Linked DNA regions of Macaca mulatta: region 1 is linked to region 2. A link is a contact called in public Hi-C data. All regions are on one chromosome and are shown on one strand. The core of a region is the stretch at or near the end of the contact, and the rest is flanking DNA. Distances in the headings are between cores, read along the strand shown.

The links. Hi-C and Micro-C count contacts between places; a contact is called where the count stands out from the background.
Region 1: a contact with region 2 is called in a Hi-C map of fetal cortical plate, with 3 times the contacts expected there. The contact joins the promoter of CDC37L1 here to the promoter of PLGRKT in region 2. A contact is called at or near these places in 2 of 14 Hi-C or Micro-C datasets (fetal cortex germinal zone and fetal cortical plate).

The regions. Positions count from the first base shown.
Region 1 is chr15:94,736,253-94,739,041 of T2T-MMU8v2.0, forward strand. CDC37L1 (cell division cycle 37 like 1, HSP90 cochaperone) reads right to left here and starts at 1,397. Exons shown (of 7, transcript NM_001257827.1): 1 at 1,103-1,397. The coding sequence starts at 1,234. It overlaps LOC144334706 (a long non-coding RNA gene), which reads left to right and starts at 1,478. Exons shown (of 2, transcript XR_013404856.1): 1 at 1,478-1,680.
Region 2 is chr15:93,924,887-93,927,611 of T2T-MMU8v2.0, forward strand. It overlaps PLGRKT (plasminogen receptor with a C-terminal lysine), which reads left to right and starts at 1,289. Exons shown (of 6, transcript NM_001257744.1): 1 at 1,289-1,351; 2 at 2,439-2,557. It overlaps LOC114672798 (a long non-coding RNA gene), which reads right to left and starts at 1,711. Exons shown (of 2, transcript XR_003723287.2): 1 at 1,519-1,711; 2 at 1-908.

The DNA.
Region 1 (2,789 bases), core at 147-2,646, 810 kb after region 2:
AATGTCTTATAGTTCCCCAGTGACTAGCTGGCCAAAGTACAGACAGTGGTTATGAAACAGCATTTTTCTCTGTGTGAAGCCAACTAACTCTGTTAGCTGGGCATAAGACTGATAATCTCACGCTTACTGGCAAACAATTTAACTCATCCTCATTAACATCTAGCAAAATAAGTTGAGAGGAAAACTACTATTAAATCTGTTACACTCTTGGGAACCCCATTTTGCAAGGAGGCGACAGACACCTATGATCCATTGAATATATTAGTGTTTAGACTGTGATCCTGAAATATACTTCCAAAACACACAGGGATTCGGAGGAGAAAAAAAACAGGAAAAGGTGATGCGAGTATGTAAGTATCCCCTAAGATAGGTCCCTGAAAAATCCTTAGTAGTATATCACATTTGGATACGTTTCAATGGCAGGAAGGCAGGAAAGCTGGATTGAAAACACAAGTAAATACCAGGAACCTAAGAGAAGTCTGAAGGAAAAGGCAAGTATATGCGTATATATTTTCACTGGAGAATGACGTGAAGCAAAACTAAACAGTAAGGCAAAGATGGTCACGCGAATGGGAGAGGTGTACGCCAGCGTCAAAAGCGAGGTTTGAAGAATTTACTCAGTTGTCAACATGGGTTGAAATCGCATGTGAAATCTTTGTGAGGACTCGGTGTGACGTTGAACTACAATCATTCACTGTTCCTATCAACTGTGCACAAGTATGCTAGAGCCTTTAACAGAATAAAGTGCTCCGGGAAAACCTCTCACAAGAGGACAAAGGGTCAATGTTACACCATGAGCCGCCCCAAATCTGGGTGCTGTCAGGAAGGGGAGATGGAGGAACGTCTTCCAAGGGTGAACAGCAATCAGCCAAGGTGAAAGAAAAGGTGTGCGTGGAGGTGGAGGTTGGTAATACATGGCCACCCCGTCTCCATCCGAAAATGCTATAAAAGGGGTGGGATGGTATCAGGCATCAGATCCCCGGGCCCCGGCAGTGAGGTGGGCGCAGAAAAAGGCTTAGAAGAGGGTCTGGGAGACGCGGCATTCCAGGGGTTTGGGGACAGCACCACTCCATCCCTCGGCAGAACGCAGGCCCCCTCTCACCTGGGCGCCGCCGCCCGGCAGCTGCGGGCAGCGGGGAGAACTGGGGAACACGTCCAAGTCACTCTCTTCCTCAGCCTCACCCTCGGCCCGAGGGAGGCTCCAGGGTCCCGGAGGCGGCCACGGTTGCTCCATGTCCGGCTGCTCCGGGTCCTACAACCGCCCCCGGCCCTACAACTGCCACTGCCAACAGACTTGGCGTGAGTGGAACCTGCTGCGCCGAGCCAGAAGCCCAGCCGGGGGCCAGGGCCGTTACCCAGAATCCCTCTACTGGCCGCGATGCCGCTGCACACCCCGCGATAGCCTGGGCCTCGCCACCGGCGGACGGCGGAAGAAATAGTCGGCACGGTGCGTCACTTCCGGTTGGGGCGGGGCTGTGAAGGCGCGTCCCGGGCTCTTTGCGTGTAGGGGGTGGATCTACAATTGTATTCCTGTTTTAAGCACCATTCTCTTTGAGCTTTTCGGCACTGCAAACTTAACGGCTAATGGCGCTGTGGGTGGAGAAATGTTTGTTAGGTAGCGTTAGGTATTGCTATCTGGTGTTCCCTATACCGAAAACGGCGGGTCCTGGCCGCCTGGAGGTACGCAGCCCAGGTGTCCACTTTGCATGTTCCTTGGAAATTGCAACTCGTTCCTTTACGTTGACATTTAAACCAGTGATTCTAAGGCAGAGTTGGGGCGGAGGGAGGAGAATTTTGAGCAAGCGGAGCCAGTTTTCCTCTCATTTCTAATTACAGGCAACAACAGAATTCTGTGGTTGGTTGGTTGGAGGAGTACACCAAAAATAAAGTACCAGAGCGAGCACGGCTTCAAAAAAATTAGGATCAGTACCGCTAGTAGCGAACGTATAAGAAGGGCTTCCTGTATTCCTACGTATCTTGTTTAAGCCTAAAGATGTGTGCCCTCTTTATCCCCTTTTTTGGAGACGAGGCAATAGACCTAACAAGCCTGAGACCACACATTTTACAAGGAAGAGGTAGCATCCAGCCCCAGGGAGTTTAACTTCAGAACTTGCACGTTTAACAATCAGGTCTTGCTGCCCTACTCATAAAGAGACCCAAATAAAAACAACATGACGCCATTTTTTTCCATGTATTTAGATTGGCAAACTTATGAAGTCGCTTAATACCAAATGTGTACCAAGACGTAAGCAAATGATGTAAGAATGTCATTAGTGTAACCTTTTAGGAGGAGTAATTTGACAATATGAGAGGCTTGAGCGGATTGATTCAGCAATTTCACCACTAAGGAAGTATGCAACAATTATTTTTGCGCCAATATCCAAGGATTTATCTACAAAGATTTTTGGCAGCAATTTTTGTGTGTGTGTGGCAAGAAAAAAAAAAAGTATTCTGATTGTCCATCTATAGAGGAACTTAAATTACGGAATATTAATACAATGGGATATTACCCGTTTTTAAAAAAGTAAATTGTATCTAAATATGCTGATACATAAATACCTCCAAAAGGTATTGAGTTTTAAAGCAACTTGCAGAATTAAACATATGTGTACGTATACAGAGAGAGGGCAAGAGAGAGAGATGGTATTTGCGTGCATGTGGGGGTGTGTGCAGAACATTCCTGGAGGATATACAAGAAACTGTTAATGATTACCTCGGGTGGGTGAGCCTAGGAAGAAAAGCTGCTGAGGACCTTTACTTTCCACATTTAGCTTCCCTGTACTGTGCTG
Region 2 (2,725 bases), core at 39-2,538:
ACAGAGAGATGGGTCTTCTCCACTCTGTCCCTGCTTTGGGTGACGTGTCAGCATTGGCTACAACTATAGAATCTCACCTTACTTGGTGAAAAGTTGGCATTGCTGGCTTTCCCTTACTGAACAACACAGTTCCAGTTGGTTACTCTCTCCTACAGCCACAGCTACCACTCTCGCCTGATTTCAGTAACTGCTTCCTTCCCCCTTCCCCTCAGCCCTAGAGTTAGTAACAGCTCCCCGCTGTTACTGGTTACTACTGTTTATTGAAGGCGAACTATGTGCCAGACACTGTGCTAAGTGCCTACATATATTATCTTTAGTCCTCACAATCCAATAAATTAGATGGCTTTAGTCCTATTGCAGAGGTAATAAAGTCACAGAGTGACAGTGGCAGAGCTAGAAATTGAAGGTAAGTGTGTTTATGTTAGTCTGTGCACTCAAACACGATTCCCTACTTCTTGCATCAGTTGTTAATCCCCCTTAAAGAGTGTCAAACCTCCTGGTAACCCGCCCATTCCCACGACTGGAAATGAGGGTGCTGTTGTAATTTCCCCATCCAGCCATTCAACAAATGGTATCCGGAATGTGGGACCCAGGCTCCAGAATCCTGAGGGCTGCTGTTGAGAGCAGCAAGACGCGCCCAGGAGGTCAGGGCGGTGTTCACTCACACGCTGAGCCTGGAGGAAGTTAGACGCCTTCCCACCGCTCTGGTGGTCAGCGGGGACTTTCCTGAAGGCCAGAGACTGGTGACGTTCATGCTATTTTTCCAAGCCATTTGGTAGCAAAGAACAGAGTGCCAATGATTCAAGTATTCTCTCAGGCTGGGAGACTTGGCTTATTCAAGATGGAAATTGCTGGTGAGGCTGAGACAAGATTGACATCTCTCAGAGCAGCAGGGGAGAAAGACGGCTCTGTTCAAAAGAGAATGGGTAATTTCGGTCAATTCTGTTCTTTTTCGTTTCTGTCTAATCTTTATGCCTCTTTAAGAGTGGCAGTTTAACAGATGAGGGGACAGAGGCCTTTAATTGAGAATTCCATTCCGCTTCCTCTGCCTTATCTCAAAAATCTGGCAGCTGAGTCGCCGCGGTTTTGAATTTGCCTCTTTTGACCTTCCCCTCCCACCTCCGGTAACACTGAGCCTGGCCCGGAAGGACACACCCTGCTTCTGGCGGACGTGCTGGCCCTTTAAAGAAGCCGAGGGCTGCGCGAATTTGGCTGAGGCGCGTCATCTACTGTGGCTCCGCGCCAATCCCGACGCTGGGCGGAGCGAGGCCCGCTCCCTGCCGCGGGCTAAAGGAGCCCGGGCCTGGAGGCCTCTGCACCGGTTGCCTGGTCCCGGAACCAGCGCCGCCCAGTGAGTGAACACCGCCGCAGGCGGGTGGGGAGAAGGGTCAGTCCGGCCATGTCAGTCAGCGCGATCTCCTGGGCTCCGAGCTTGCCAGGCCGCGCTGGGCGCCCTTTCCTCGTGAGCGCCTGCCCTTGGCTCTCGCACTGCCCCTGGTGCTGATAGGTATTGCCAACCTCGTTCCATTAGGGCGCGTTCTTGTCGCCTGGCGTGGACTCCGGATCTCTCCGTAGCTTTAAAATAGAGTTGAGAAAAACAGGCAGAGTGGTGTCAACAGAAATCAGCACACCATTGCGGGGAATACCTAAATTACAGTAATTGGCCTCAGGGAGCGAGGGCGGTGTTAATTACAGAAAACCTCCGGAAGCTGTGGGCTCTGGGCTGGAATTTGCAGGGGGATGTGGCTTAGTTTGAATGGAATGCAAATATTTATTGAAAATGATTGTGGTGAGACGATCAGTCACACATTCAGGCAACGTGTCATCTGATCAGGAAATAAGTCAGCGCAGTAATCCCGATGACAGAATTCATGCAGTTAATCTTTTTGTCCTCCCAAGTAAAATCAAATAAAGGTACTCACGGGTGACTGGAAGAAAGGCTGTCTGGAACTTGCAGCCCCCACTTCTCCCCCAAAATACACCTTCTCATAGTAATCTATAGTTCACCTGAGAGGCAGGGCTGAAGCATTAAAGACCCCTTCCAAGATGTGAGTAGGAATCAGAGGGAAAATGAAGGCAGAGGGATTGAAATCGGCATTCTCTGCAAAACATCTCTCTGAGACACAGTGATATTTAAAATTGTATAAGTAGCAAGACATTTTTTACCCATGGTAAAAAGTGTTAGTTTTTAAAAGACTTGCCTTATACAAGTGAGTGAAATCAAAGTTATCTGTATTGCAAGGTCAACTTTTGCTTATTTTCTGATATATATTTTGTGAGCAAAAGGAGATAGCTGAAAGTGTTCTGGACACCCTAGGGAATATTCCCAGACTTTGGGAAATGACTTTGTCAGGAATGGGGAAGTTGGGAAAGGAGAGGATGTTGAAAATTCTGAACTCCAGGGTGAAATTTACAAGGTGTGGTGCATTTATTCTCAGGTGTGGTTCCCATAAGGAAGCTCTTCTTCCTGCTTGGCTTCCACCTTTAACCCTTCTACCTGGGAGCGTCCTGACCCTGACTACAAGTCCAGACCCAAGAGAGCAAGGCCCAGAAAGTGGTAAGTCTAAATACTAACTTCCTAGACAGTGTTTCTTTCCCAGATGATTGACATGAGGACTCTCTCTCTTTTCAGGGGAGATCCTAACCCCTTACAAACAGGAGCACTTTAAAGGACACAGTTCTGTGATATACAGGGTATGTGGAGGAATAGTACTAGAGTACAGCT